Regions from separate parts of the Mus musculus genome. Here region 1 is linked to region 2. Evidence: chromatin contacts called from public HiChIP or PLAC-seq data. All regions are on one chromosome and are shown on one strand. The core of a region is the stretch at or near the end of the contact, and the rest is flanking DNA. Distances in the headings are between cores, read along the strand shown. Region 1 holds the start of Gm33570 (a long non-coding RNA gene). Region 2 has its middle 24 kb from the start of Gm33515.

What was found. HiChIP or PLAC-seq counts read pairs in DNA pulled down with a chosen protein or histone mark.
Region 1: a contact with region 2 is called in an H3K27ac HiChIP or PLAC-seq map of a colorectal cancer cell line, with 3 times the contacts expected there. The contact joins two enhancer-like sites. A contact is called at or near these places in 3 of 484 Hi-C or Micro-C datasets (nephron progenitors, tail fibroblasts and uterus) and 5 of 115 datasets of contacts at active chromatin or transcription factors (the NIH/3T3 cell line, a colorectal cancer cell line, embryonic fibroblasts and 2 more).

Annotation. Positions count from the first base shown.
Region 1 is chr7:66,580,871-66,588,284 of GRCm38.p6, forward strand. Gm33570 (a long non-coding RNA gene) reads left to right here and starts at 987. Exons shown (of 3, transcript XR_391553.3): 1 at 987-1,198; 2 at 2,520-2,996; 3 at 4,584-4,648. Within about 2 kb of position 5,876, at least 59 of the 459 cell types and tissues checked have an H3K27ac peak or open chromatin away from gene starts, as enhancers often do. A contact at or near this core is called in the NIH/3T3 cell line, a colorectal cancer cell line, embryonic fibroblasts and 2 more, where this site is marked.
Region 2 is chr7:66,448,789-66,456,388 of GRCm38.p6, forward strand. No RefSeq gene overlaps it. Among named protein-coding and RNA genes, the nearest start is that of Gm33515, 24 kb to the left of the region's middle. Within about 2 kb of position 1,798, at least 96 of the 459 cell types and tissues checked have an H3K27ac peak or open chromatin away from gene starts, as enhancers often do. A contact at or near this core is called in the NIH/3T3 cell line, a colorectal cancer cell line, embryonic fibroblasts and 2 more, where this site is marked.

The sequences.
Region 1 (7,414 bases), core at 4,626-7,125, 140 kb after region 2:
GCATCCTTGTGCCAAGCCAAGGATGATGAGGTAGGCTGCCAGTGGATCAGGTCTCCTGAAGAAAACACTGAAGCAGGTGACTCATTCCCAGGGAATCCTTTGGGTTATAAATAGGCCTGGCTAGCAGTCCCAGAGGAAGAAATAAAAGACTATTGTAGTAGCAGCTTCCTGATAGGTGGTAATGTCACCATAAAATCCCTCTGAGGGAATTCCTGTCGCAGGCCTCTTGTTGCCAGAGCCAGCCCTGGGAAGAGGAAACATGGCAGGGACATAGAGGTTGCTGGAACTGTACCTTTGTGATGGCAGTGAATTCATCATCTCGCCAGCCCATCTGATAAGGGCTCTCCTTCCCTATCTAGAGATGTACTAAGAGATCAGGAGAGGCTCCTGGCCTGACTCCCAGCTCTCAGTAGCAGAGTTAGTGCGAGGACCCACATCTGTCTGATGGCAAGGCTTCTGTTCCCTTAGCCAGTCATCATCCTACAAAGGACCCTCCAGAATGACCCATTGAGAGACAATGAGGCCTTCTTAACATCATCCAGGCAGACAGACTCCACTGAATTCTGGTTCAAGGCTGGCTATAGGTTATGGTGCCCAGAGAGGAGAGTAGCTAGGGATCTGTGAAAGTGGGGGTGCATCTACAGCCCTTTCCAGCCTTGCTTCTTTTTCAAAAGTGAGGTGCAGAGCCAGGAAAAGTTTCCCACAGGAGCTGAGCAAAAGGCCTTTCTCAGTTATGGCTCTTGCTTCCTTTTGCCATTGAGAACCAGGTATTTGTCCACGCAAGCATTCTGGAGAGAGTTCCAGAAATGCTCTGGCCCACACAGCCATACCCACCCCCAGCACCTCCCACGTGCAGGCCCATGAAGCAAGGCTAGCTCTGTCCAGGTGGCTACCAGGAGACCAGGAGAGAGGGCTACTTAGTGTCCCAATCAATTCCTGAAGGCCCAAAGCCCAGCAGGCAAAATTGTGTACATTCCAGGGCTGCTTGGGACCTGGGCACCTGGACTTCATGGGTGAGTGACGCCAAAGCTTCAAAAACCATCCTCAAGTCCGCCCATGTAATCAGAGCTATGACAGGGATGGAATCTAGCAGCTTCGCCAGCTTCCTCAAGCTTGGTGAGCCCAGAACCAAAGGAGGCCAGGCTCTGTTTACATTGGCAAAGCTGGAAGGTTCAAGAGATACCTTATATGCACACAGGTGAGTTCTCTTGTTTTATTGGCCTTGCCATATATATATATATATATATACATATATATATATATATATGTGTGTGTGTGTGTGTGTGTATCAAGCCATCTCCTTTTGCAAAACCTTCTGCTACAGGATTAATTTCATGAAGAACAGAGAGGGGCTAGATCCTGCAAGGGTGACCTGCCCAACTGAAAGAGGTTTCTTTCTGAGCAGAGTGCCTGTGGAAGGGCCTCCCTATAGAGTATACGCACATTCTGGACACATTGACTCTTTCCATTCATACATGGGAAGATGTGAGAGTCCCTGAACGGAGCCTTAGATCTGTTTCTACCAATGATCTTCAAGATCTGTGGGTCCTCTGATACCTGCACGTGATGCATATGAGTAAGAACCAGAACCAGCATCTGGACTTTACCTGCCCTCGTTGAACCTCAGAGAACTGGGCTGTGATATCTGTGGATGTGCTGGCCCATGACTGATGATGCTCCAGATCATAGAAGCCCAGGATCATGAGGTGCAAAGGGAGACAGAATCCCCACCATACATCCATCTCAGCCTTTGCCCAAGGGTGAGATGTTGGTGCCTAACTCATCAGAATGTGAAGTAGCAAAACAGATACCTCGTACTCTATGATGACTGTAGCTTATGGTTCCAGCAGCCTGATATGGTAGGGCCACTGTCACTGTCCTGAAAGGCTTTGAGGAAAAGCATCTGTGCAATCTAAACGTAGGACCAATGGAAATAAAAGCAAGGCACCCAATCTTCAAAGCCTTCATCCAGTCTGGGGCTCTGTTAGTCTCTGGGTCTGCCAATCACAGTAAATCCCAACAAGGGAGCTAAGACATAGGGTCAACTGCTCCCAAATGACATTTGCACCGTTCCCCACCAGCTGATGGCCTAGGAGTCACAGTGCAACAACATGAACCAGTCCCGTAGGTCCATGGCCAGCAAGGCTGTCACCACAGGCTCTTCCTTTAGGTGCATGACCCCACAGGACTTCTGGAACTTACACTTAGGAATTTTCTGGTAGGTGCAGTATCAAGAGCATTGCTCATTTGTCCGGCACGCACAAGGCCCTGGCTTCAATTCCTTGTGCCTCCAAACAAAAATCAAAACAAAGAAAATAGGTATTTATGCCTGGGGATATAGGTCAGTGCTAAGGCACTCCCATAGTGTGTGTGAGGCCCCTAGGTAAATCCCCAGCAACACAAAAGGAAAAACAAAACAGAGCCACAGCTGACCCTTTCTGCTAGAGGGACTTTGGGACTGTAACCTGGGCTAGACACCAAGTCATCCCTTTGTCTTTCCTTCTGTCTTCTTTCCCTAGATTCCACCTATTGTGGCAGTTGACTCTCAAACATGAACCCTGAGCTTACACTCATTTTGCATCCTGACTATTACAAGGAAATTCTTCAGGACATCCAATGTGTCTTACTGTTGCTTCAAAGGACCTCCAAAATAAGCCGCCTTGACCCCAAAGCAGGGGAAGTTGGGATGGTCTGTCGGATTTCTCACCAGTCCACACCGCCTTCCCACCCACTGTCCTCCCCTGGTCTCTGTCTTGATGACTCTACAGATGCATCTGAGAAGGCTTCTGTAGAACGACTCATCGGATGTGTGATGACCTTGGCAAGAAAAGCTGAAGCAAAGCCAGAAGCCTCCTGGCTTGGTCTGAGGTGCCTGCACTAAGCATCGTGTCCTTTCTTCCTCCCACCTCTCAGCTCACAGCTCCCTAGACTTGGCTTCCATCATATCAACTAGTTCCACTGATGTCATCAATGACCTAAGCCACTAAACTTACCTGGTATGTTTGAGTTCTCAGTGGACTCCTCTCAGCCTACACAGCCAAATGCTTCCACCTAGCTCTCTGCCCTGGTCTTCTTCCCTGGCCCAGCCTGCTCTCTCCTTCTGGCTAACCTGGTCTTGGTTCTCTCCTGATATCCCTCAGTGCTTCCCTGCCTCTTCACATGGCCACTCCGGGTGCTCCAATAGTTCCTGTACTGGTGTCCCTACCCTACACCCACCTCAGACCTTTACGTTTCATTTCACCATTTCTCAATTGACTGGTGCCTTTGGTCCACACATCCGATGAGTCGTTCTACAGAAGCCTCTCTGGTAAGCTTAGCCAAAACACAAACTCAAGCTCTTGATATTCTTCACCAAAATCAGTCCACTTCTGGAATTTTCTACTACTGGTCCAGGTCACTAACATGCAACAATTGACCAAGCAAGTCTTTTTAAAAAAATTTTATATATAGCATTGAGCTACATTCTTACAGTAAAGTGTACAGTGCAGGATACTGGCCATAGGGAGACCACAACAGCAGATTTCTAGAACTTTCTCATCCTGCTTAGCTAAAATGTTTTAAAAACTGTTTAAGAGCTTCCAATATCCTCCACCTCTCTACTCTCTGGTTCTATGAGTTCATAATTTTAGATTCTCACATGGTAGAGTCATGAAGGATTTGACTTCGGTAATATTTTCACTTCACATCGTATCTGCCAGGCTCATCCACGGTGTTGCCCATGACAGGGCACCATACTTTTGAGGCTAGATCATAGCATACTGTTGCGTGTGCACACTCTTGACACATTCACTCCCTGACAGACACCCAAGTTGGTTATGTAATATGGCCATTGTTACTCCTACTGTAAGGACAAGGATAAATGATACATCTCTTTGAGATCCATCCTAACTTCTGGTCTTTGTAGTCCTCAGTTGTATAATTCTGAATTATGACTGGCCTGTTTAAAAATTTTTAAAGACTTAAAAAGTGTAAATTTTATGCATCTAAATGGTTTGCCTATGTGGATGTGTGTGTACATGTACATGCCTAGTGCCTACAGAGGCCAGAAGAAGGCATCAGTTCCCTTGGAACTATAATTAGGGATAGTTGCATGTCACCATTTTGGGTACTGGGAGCCAAACTCCAGGCCTCTGCAAGAGCAGTAAGTGTTCTTAGATTTGAATCATCTTTGCACCCCCTGTTTTTAATCTTTTGAGATATTGGAGTGGAGGGGCTCCAATTTCCTCTAATCTTGCTAGCACTTGCCTTCTGCTTGTTTTTTTTTTTTTTTTATTTTATTTTATGGTTTTGTTTGTTTGTTTGTTTGGTTTTGGTTGTAACTAGTCTCTTGTTGGGGCTGAGGCCGTATCTCCCTGTGGCTTACTCGCATCTCCCAGGAAACTGCCATCACTGAGCATGCTTACAGTCTACCCATTTCTCTTTACTCCCCAAGGTGCCCATCGATCCAAGTACTAACTTCGCTTGCTTGGGTTCCTGTGGCCTTGTCCAAACAGGTCCTTCCTCACCCACCTTCATCCCCTGACCCCCATCTACTCCCTGCACAAGCAGAGAAGTATTTTCAAACAGAAATTTCTTTTGCCAAGGTACCCTACTCAGGATAAAATTGAACTCCTGGTGTGGTCTGTGGCATCCTGGCTTCCTGCGCGTCAGTATATTAGGTGAGTTTCTTCCATCAGCCACCCAAACTCTTACATATATCTCCTTCAGAACTCCATCAGAACTCAGCTGAAATGCACTTCAGCCAGTTGCTGACCTTTGCTTGGAGTCTGGTGAAAGTACAACATTCCCCTCCCCCCATTCCCAAGCCCATTTCCACTCCGACTGAATAGGTAACTGACTTAAGGAAATCAAACTGTAAAACAAGAAACACATCTATTTTGATCTCTCTCTTTCTCTCTCCTTCCCTCCTTCCCTCCCTCTCTCCTTCTCTCCCTCTCTCCCTTCCTCCCCTCCCTCTCTCCCTTTCTTCCCTCCCCCTCTCCTTCTCCTGATCTAGAAAGAACCTTAGGGTGAGGGTGAGCAGGAGGGCTCAGCCAGTACTTTCTAAAAGAATGTGGGGCAGGCACCATTGATTCAGTAGTGGCTTCCCAGAAAGCGTTCAGACCATGGCTTTTTGGAATCAGGAAAGCAGAGCTCATCTCTCACTAGCTCTAGGGCTTTGTGACTCAGTCTCCCCAATCCTAAAAGAAGGGTAACAGTGCTGGAGCCTGGCAGGGATACAGGCTCATCCTGTTTTGTAGTTCGCTAGAAGTCTTCACTTTGTGCCCTGAGCCTTTGATGCTTCAGATAGTGCATCTGTGTGTCAAGGACTGGAGTTTGTATCCTTCCTCAGGACTGCAGTCCAAAGCATTGTGACCCAAGGGCCTTAAATAATGGTGTCTCAAGGTTCTTGGGCTCCTGGCTCAGGGCAGGCATAGCAGGGTGAGCCTCTCTCAAGGCCCGAGAAAATGTTCCGCTGCTTCCAGAGACACTTTGATGTCTTCATTGTTACAGATGCTCTCAGATTGCATATTAGTGTCCTACCTCCTTGCTTTTACAAAGATAGTTGGATTAGAAATCTCCCTACTTCAGTGTGTTCTTTTCCTAATTATATTGTCAATGGTCCTATTCCCAAATATGGTCAAGCTCCAGTGCTTGGGGCGTTATGACTTCAGCTTCAGTGCTGAGAGGGTACAATCCCACCCTGACCAGAATTTGTTTATAGGATCTGAGGAGGCCAGGGCAGGCTGACTAGGCATGGGTGGAACCTTCTGTGGTTGGTGGCATATTGCCATTGTGCCAGGCCTACAGTCAAATGACCAATGTCCTAAGGCCCTCAGGCCCTGCCTGGCTAAAGAAAGTCACTTTTGAATGACAGGACATTCAGTCACCCCAGAGTAGGCAGGGAGCCCTCCCACATCTCTGGGGCAATGACTCAGCAGTGAGGAGAGCCTTCTTGAGGGCCCTCAGAGACTTCTTGCCCATAGCCCTTCTGAGAGCCAGCTCATCTTTGATTCCTCCTCCTACTTGCTGGCTCTCAGACTGATCTTGGGGCCCAGCAAGGCTATGGCTCCCACAATACACTTATCTGTGGAGGAGAAAGGCACAGGCCTTCCCCCTCCTCTCTGTTACTAAGAACAGGGAGCCCGCCAGGGCCTTCCCAGAACCAGCAAGATAAATGAAAGCAAGATAGTATTTTCATGGCTCTGATGTTTTTGGGGACATGCTTCAAAATTACAGACTCCACCCCAGGAGGGCTGAGTGCCCTGGAGGGTGACACAGGAGACCTGGAGAACCCAAGGGGGATCTTCAAGGGCAACTCTTCCAGTTATTCCTCAGCAGTAGGAGGCTACAACAGGAGTGCTCGGTATATTTCCCGCTGGTATCTCCATCCCCCTCAGCTCCCCAAAGTAGAGCTGTCTTTATCTGTCTTGTCTTCCAAGCTGCCAGTGTTGTTCAGTGCCAGGGTAACAGTACCACAGATACTCAGCCTTGTCTGAGAGAAGCCAGACTCCACTCAGAGTCTGCCCACATCTACTTCTGTCAGCCTTTGGCATGAGCCTCCCAACTACTCTCTTGGTGACCCCAACCTCTCCATTCACTCGGCCTCCTATCAGAGCCACCATTTATTTATTTATTTATTTGTTTATTTATTTGTTTATTTATTTATTTATTTTTACCCAACATGGTACTTGCTGCTGCTCTCTCTCTTCATCCATCCTTACCCCCCTTCCACCCTTTGAACTACAGGTCAGTTCAAGAGCCTGAATCCATGTGTTTATAGCATTCTTCTCTCGATGCCACCATCATGTCCCAAACATCATATGCATGCCCCATGTTTCTGAACCAGTACATCAAACCACTCCTTGTACCAGGCTGGGCTTCTCCCCGAACAATGCCTTTCTGCATGCTGTTCCCACTTATGGAACTCTCTTCCTCCTGTTCTTCAGCCCATGAACTCCTATTCATCCTGCAAGACCCAATTCAACAGCAGGCCCTGTAGCATTGGCCTAAGCCACCCTACTGCATCTCTCCTCTGAAAGCAAACAGGATAGACATACACTGTTGCACTTGTCAGTATGTTTTGTGCTGTCAGTTAGCCATGCTCTACACAGAGTTCCAAAGCTTCTTGGGACAGTGTGTGCAATGTGAGGTGGAGAATTAGAGATGAGAGGAGGGGGCAGAAGGAAGAGAGCAAAGGCTGCTCAGGTCACATCTGTGGAGCAGGCGAATGAAGACTCGCAAGAGGGAAGGAAAGAGGAGTGCTGACTAGTGTCTATGTTAACTGGAAATAAGCTGGCATAATCAAAGAGGAGGGAACCTTAATAGAGAAAATGCCTCCACACAAAGGATTGGTGGGAAAGCCTGTGGGCACTTTCCTGATTAATGAATCATTGTGACCCACTAGTGAACAGTGAGGAGGGATTGAAGCTGA
Region 2 (7,600 bases), core at 548-3,047:
TGAGGACTGCAGATGCTAGTCTCATGGAGAGAGACGCCATCCAGAGAAGAATGTATAAGTTATGACCCCCATTTAAGTCAGGTTTAAGTCAGGACTCTAGTGTCCTTGTGGGGGTGCTCACAGGAAGGGGCTGAGAGCCTTTAGGAGATGAAACCCGTCTCACCCTTGATCTTGGTGTTGGTCACAGGACAAGGCAAACAGCAGACTGTGTGAGGATACCAGAGATGTAGCTCCGTGGTAGAGTGCTCGCCTAGCATGCCCAGGACCCTACGTTCAAGCCCCAGCCCTGGCAAAGAGAACCCAGGAAAACGCTTGAGAGATGTGTTCACTTTATATCATACCATGACTACCGAGGAAAATGAAACCAACCCCAGTGGCTTCGCTCATAGGCCCTGCATCTTTCTGGAGCGTTCAAAGACATTTCCCATTAGCAATGAAGAATTGACCATCTCTCCTCCCAAACAAACGAAAATAGTACACATGTCACATTCGTCCTGGATTTTGAGTCTTTCCAGGAAGAAGTAGTTTTGGGGGAGGTGGCATTCCGTTCTAGAACCTTCTCTCTCGGAGGAGGGATCCCTGCCCCTTCCCCCGCACTGAGGTCTGAACAGCAGCAGTTTCAGCTCTCAAATATCCCGGCATGGAGTTCTCATTACAGTCTGGCTTCAGGAAGTGAATAGCTAAGCTCCTGACCTAGGTGAAAGGTGGTGAGAACAGCTTCTAACCAGTTTTTATTTTATTATTCATTTATTCATTTATTCATTTATTTATTTATTTATTTATTTATTTATATTTTAAGTTTTGGAAAGATCTCCCTCAGTCACCTCTCAGTTATTAGGTATGTTCAAAAACTGCCTAATTATATATTTGAACAAGAAGCCCAAGAAAAGAAACTTAAAAAAAAATGTTGTTTCAGTCTTCTGGATAAATAAAAATAAACGTGTGGGTCTGAGCTTTAAATAAGGATAGTTTATATTTTTAAATGTCTAATTATATATCAGTTTGAGCAATTTCTGCACATCGTGGTAAAAATAATAATAATCAGCGTACATGATCCCCTGAAAGACATAAATATACGGATACATACAAAACATGCCTTTCTTCTAGTTTTGCCTCGAGTCCTAGTCAATAGAACCGCTGTTTCTTCACGAGCGTTTGTAGCTGGTGCGAATGTTCTAGGTAAAAAGCTTTGTGAGAGAGGTCATTGAATGGCAGTAAACTTCAAGAGCCAGAAATGTTTTCTTTTTCTGATGCTTTTGATAATAATCTTTTACCCTCGCCCTCCCCACCTCCACTTCTACCCCAGACAGCATTTCTTCCATCAGGATGGGTAAAAAGTGGATCCCTTCCTGGTTTCTCATTGTTCCTATAACATCTATGCCACGCCCACAAGCCCAGAGAACGCCCCCATGAGAAGCGCTGCTGCCAGGCGTCCCTTCCCTCTGCTGCCAGGCTCTGTGATATCGGATATGACATGAAAACTAAGAGAGCGGGGGGGGGGGGGGGGGGGGCAGAAACACTGGGAAACTAAATCTGTATATTTTATTTCAAAGGGAAAACTCTTCATTAATGTCCCTCTCTGGCCTCATGAGACATGCTGTACACGGGTATACTTTTTTTTAATCAAGGAAATTAAACTTGCTTTAGGGTGGGATGAAGCGGCTGAAATGCCTCTTGCCAGAGAGATCAGCTTAAATGAATGAAAACGCACTTGCCGAGTGAAATCTGACACCACACAGGAAATGATGAATGGGCAGCCCCTCCCCTCCCCCCCACATCATTTTAGGGAGTGCTCTGCAGGCAGCACCCTTCGCCCTAGTTCAGAAGCAAGCAATGCACTTTCAAATGGTGAGCCAGGCGTGGGTGCTGGGACACGGGAGTGAAGGATACAAGCCTCAAAAGCGGCTTGGATTTCGGTCCCTCTTAAGGTGTATTGTGTATTTATACTCACTAAAATCTTTTAAAACTCTTAATAGTAGTCATAGTTCAGTAGGAGTGCTCTTCCTACGTTTCTGGCTAACATATTTATGGCTTTGTTCTCCCAAATAACCATGGAAGATTGTGTGAGAACCAACTGGTTGGCTATTCATTACTTGATTGATTTGTGTTGGGAGGCCAGGCTTTGCTTATGCTTGGCAAGATGTAGCTACCCCTGAGCTGTATCCCAGCCCTTGATTTATTTTCAGTCTCCACATGTGATGAATAATATTAAAATTAGCACAAGGACGCATTCTAGTTTGTCTGTTTGTCAGCTGGCATAGGGAAAAGCCTATGTGCTTATAAACAGGTTTAGATGCATGTTCAAAACTGGGCATTTTATTGGCTATATCAAATCTCTCATTATATAGGCAAATGGCTGTCATTATGATATCTCTTTTTAAGTTGTCTGTTCAGGAATCTTCAGAACTTGCTGGAAAAATAATTATTCAGGCCTTGCTCTGTGGCTGTCTCAACACCTGCTTGTGTCTGGCTCCATCCAGGGCACTGTTGGACACTTGAAGGTCTGAGAGAGTGGTGAGAGAGAGGGCCTAAGTTGATGATGTGGACAGAATACTACCCACTTCCATTCAGATACCATGCAGCCTGAAGGTCCTTTCCAGCAATGGCCTAAGGTTATATTAAGACTAACATAAGCAAAACTGGGGTATTATCTTCAAAAAGTTATATTGTGATTGAAGCCAAATCTATCTTGGAATGCTGCCTGCTTGTCCTGCTGGCCTTTCATAAAGGCAGGCCACGGTCATGGTTGGTTACACATCGCCCTGAGCTTTCCACCCAGCTTTGACTCTTATCTCTAAGGTTCACTGCTGAACCCTTGGCTTGTTCCCTTTCGGTGAGTCCTCAGAAGAATGGAGACAAAGCTTTCTTCCGGAACGTGAATGTTCCGAAACACAGACAGGACGCTGGGCTTCTCTGCTTCCAAGAGAAGTGTCCTCAAGCCTGAGCTGATCCCGAACGCACGGAGTAGCTGCCTCTCACACAGCTGACATACAGTCTTATCAGATAACTGCTCTAGAGAGTGGGAGACTGCTGGGATGGGAGGGAAGACTCCAGACCTGCTGTCTCTGAGCCCTTGATCCTCCCTTCTGTGCCCTAAGTGCTGTACCACAGTGCATTGTATCAGCATGGTCCTTCTCCATGGCTGTACAGCAGCTTCTCCTTTGTCCACTCCCTGCTTCAGGGACCAGGGGCTGATGAAAGTGGGCCAAACACAGCCAGGAGGCAGCAGCATCAGGTGGCCCGTCCTTCCAAAGACAGGACAGCCTTGGGTTCTCAGAGCCCCCTCTCCACTGTGACTGCCCTGGATAACGTGTTCCAGGTGTTCGACCTCAGAACAAAGAGGCTTTTCTCTGTTGCCTGAGAATGGAGCGTCCTTGCTGGTTGCATAAGGGTTTCTCGAGATGGTAATATTTGGTTACAGTAAGATCTGTTATTTCACAGGAAACCCAGCAGAGGTGCCTGTAATTTGATTCATGTAGTAACTGGGAAAACTGGAAGGCAGGGAACAGGGGTGGGAGTCTTGGGAGATGGAGACCTGAGTTCAACCCCCTGGACTTGCAGGACAGCCGGAAGCTTCCTGGTACCTCTGACAGTCAGAGTCAACTGTGCAAGCTGTACGGGTGCTACTCAAAGTTTAACACCCCAAACAGTTCCCATCACCCTCAGGAGTGCATCTGCTATTGACTTTCTAGTGATTACTAACTGTACAGCCCACTGTTACCCAAGGGATGGAACCCACTGTTTAAGAACACCAATAGCAAGGCTGGAGAAACGGCCTGATGATTAAGAACTCTTACTTCTCCAGCAGGATCAGGGTTCAGCTTCCAGCACCTACTAACTCTAGTTCCTGAGCATCCAACACCCTTTGATATCCAATGGCACCTGCACACACATGGTTTGTATAAATGCACAGAGGCACACGTGCATAAATAAAAATAATAAATAAAAATTTCATAATGAAGGTCAGAGGTAAATTGTTGTATACTTTCTGGGGAATTGCTCGGGTATTTCAACACTGGGAAAGCATCCTCTTATAACGTATATATGAAGGTTTAAAAAACTATCTGAAGGTTTTCCTAAAGATATCCTATGAATTCCCATCTTTCCGGGGAATTCTGTTTACATGTCAGTTCAATAAATCAAATACATTTGGAAATTAGTATAAATTACTAAAGATTCATGACAACATGCACAGAATTAAGAAATCAACTAATGATGTATATAAATGGTATAAAATCAAATTTATTAGAATACACTTCATCCAGGATCAAAATTGTTAAACACACACACACACACACACACACACACACACACACACACATATGAGTGAGTGATTAGGTAAGATCACATAGATCTGATAGTGCATGTCCTTCGGCTCCTTTGGAAAGTTGTCTCTTCAGTGTTTTGGGGACACAGCAAGGTAGTTGCATATACAAGCTCACAGCAATTATGGCAGCAGGCACAAGACCTTCAGAAGCTCAAGCCAGACAAAAGCACAGCATAGAGGGAGGCAGGCAGGCAGAGAATTCCACCAGTGGCCGATGAGCTACAGGCATTTGACAGCTACAGAAAAAGGGAAAAGCATTTTTCTTAATGATCTGACCCCTGGTAGGCTAACCAATGCTAGGTCAGGCTCCATTCCCAAGACTAGTTGGGCAATGCAAACTAGTCTCCAAGGGGGGAAAAGAAGGAGAAAACTCAAGTTCAAAGTTGGATAGGAAGGAACAGTCATGCAGGTGGGGCTGTAGTGAATGTGTTCAAGGTACGGTATAATTCTCAAAGAATTAAGATATTGTTTAAAAAAATAGCTGTTTCTTTTTACCAGACCAGGCAGCCAAACATGGAAGGTAAATGATTTATTTATTTTAGTTTCCTATGTAGGGGGTGTCTGGGCTCAGTTTGTCCAGTGCAGAATGAGGACAGCATCAGAAGGACTTAAAACCATCTAAGTGACAGGTATTATGGGAAGTGAGAGTTCTATGATGGTCTCTGTCCATCCATTGAGGACCTGGGCTGCTGAGTGATAGCTTTACAGATGGGGTACAAGTTAGGGTTAGAGACAGCATACAAGGAGACTCAGAGATGGTATATAAATTGCAAACATGGCAACTTCCCGATGCACAGTCCCAGACTCCTAAGAAGTGCTCAGAAAGGCTCCTAGCTCGTGAAAGGAATGGGATAACTGATGAATTTCCATCACCAGGCAATAACATGTCTTTCAGCTGCTTCTGTGAAGAGACAAATGCATGGTGTGGCTTGTCAGAGACTCTACACTGAGTGGACATCTTGACTTTATGTATTTTATAAGTCAGCATTATAAACAGCCCTAAAGATCCTGAGATCATCTAGAAGAGTCCAGCTCCCCCATCACATGCAGATTGCGCACGCGCGCACACACACACACACACACACACACACACACACACACACACACACACACACACCTGATCATTCCCTAGCTCCACCATAGGGAAGCATGCAGGTACATATGATCCTAGAAACCTGCTGGCTATGGTTAATTATACCTCATTAGCCCTGTCCGCCTGCTGCTTTCCTTACCCCACGGTTTCTTGGATGGAAAATAAGAGAGCTTTTTATTTTAGGTTGCAGTGGGGGGAGGAGGGAGAAGAATCACATTGCTAATTTCTCTGAGATGCATGAGGGTGGAATGACAGATAGAGCTGGAAACCAGGAATCACTTTCCTTAAGATACAGCATAAAAGCCATTCTTTAAATGGCTCAGATCTGCACTACGGAACTCAAAAGTCCTAATTAAAAACAGAAAACTAGAAGGTGGAGGATGAGGGGGAACAAAAGATCACATGGCTAGTGGCCCAGGGTTGATATTTCTCAGGGGCCCACATGGATTGTAGTTCCTTTAAAGCACTGTAGAGCCCTATGACCTGAGTGTTTGTCCCTCCAGAGTGGCAGTGGTCAGTGTGAGCCAGAAAGAAAATGTGCCCCTTCTGTTGGTTTGCCCGGTCTGTTTCTCACTGACCTGGTCTGAGACTGCAGACAAATGAGCTCCACAATTCTCATGTTTAGGTGAAGTAAGAGGGTGATGTTGCTCTTTCAAAGCTTTAGCGTCATCTAACTAGAATGATATGGAAATGCACTTTTATAATTCTTTTGATTCTTTATTATTTCCCACTAGGGAGCATCAGGAACTATATACTACTTTGAATCCTAATGACCAAGCCACAGTGATGAGTGTCGTTTGGAAGGCAGGGTGGACAGGTACCTGCTGGCAACACTGGAAACTGTGCTATCACTTTGAGAAAGGTACTCAGTGATTGTGACTCGGACATACATACATTTGGAGTTTTGAACTTATTTTACAACAAAGGAGAGAGCTAGACTTCAGATCAAGGCAGGCTGAGGACACAGCAAGTGCTTGGTCCTATTCCATGAGCTGTCGTGAATCACCGTGCTTCAAAAACAACCCAAGACCTACGCCTTCTGCCGTGTGTACTGCCATGCTTTCTAGAAGACGAGAAGAGGGGAAACAGGTCTCAGGAAGAGGAAGCATGCCATGTGATATTCCACTTAGGAAAAAGAAGACAAGAGAGGAGACACCCCTGGAGAAAGAGTGAAAGTGCTTGGCTAGAGTTTCGATCATGAGAACCCACACAGAGATGGATGTGGTGGATCTGTAATCCCAGGAGCCTGGAGTGACAGCTCAGTCGCTGAGAGCACTAAGTGCTCTTCCCAAGGACCAGGGTTCTATCCCCAGCTCCCATATGTGGTCTGTAACTCTAGTCCTAGAGAATCTAATACGTACTACATACACACACAGATACATAGACACAGACGAGAGAGAGAGAGAGAGAGAGAGAGAGAGAGAGAGAGAGAGAGAGAGAGAGCACAAACATACTTATATACTTGCAGGCAAAATACCCATATGCACAAAGTAATATTTAAAGAAATAAAAAAATAAGGTAGAAAATGTGTGATCTTCACACATGCACACCTACACTCACGCATGGACACACATGCACACCCCCAAACACTAAAAAGCAGGAGACACATACTATATCTGTCAAGGACTTCATTATAAATTTCCTAAAGCAGATCATGTAAGAATGCAGAAGCAGAAAGCAGTAAACATGTCAAATTTATACAGCATGCTGTCAAGCAGTTAAAGAGCATCCACATGCTAGCCATGGAGAAAGCAGCCATGGAAGTCTTAAGAGAGGAAACTACGAAACTAGATGGGCATTGTGAGCTCGGTTGTTCACAGATACCTCACGGAGCATGCACCAATACGAGCAGTTGGGGTAAAGCAAGGGAGTGCTGGGCAGTTACTTGTATTCATTATTATTTACCATTTATATTTTGAAAATTTAAGAAAAATTCCTAAGATTATCCAAGGTTTGGTTAACAGTTCTCTTTAGTTGAAGGTTGCATTAAAAGAGTAACTCACCATAAATCTCCAGGTCAAGAAACAAAAGGCACAGGCTGGCAAAGTTGGCATGCCCTCCATTACAAATGATACGGTTTTCAGCACCTGATTAAAGGTTCACTCAAATCGAAGGTATCCAAGTGGTCTCGCAGCAGCCACGCGCCAGCCATCGCAGAGCCCGGGGCAGTGTGGCTTTCT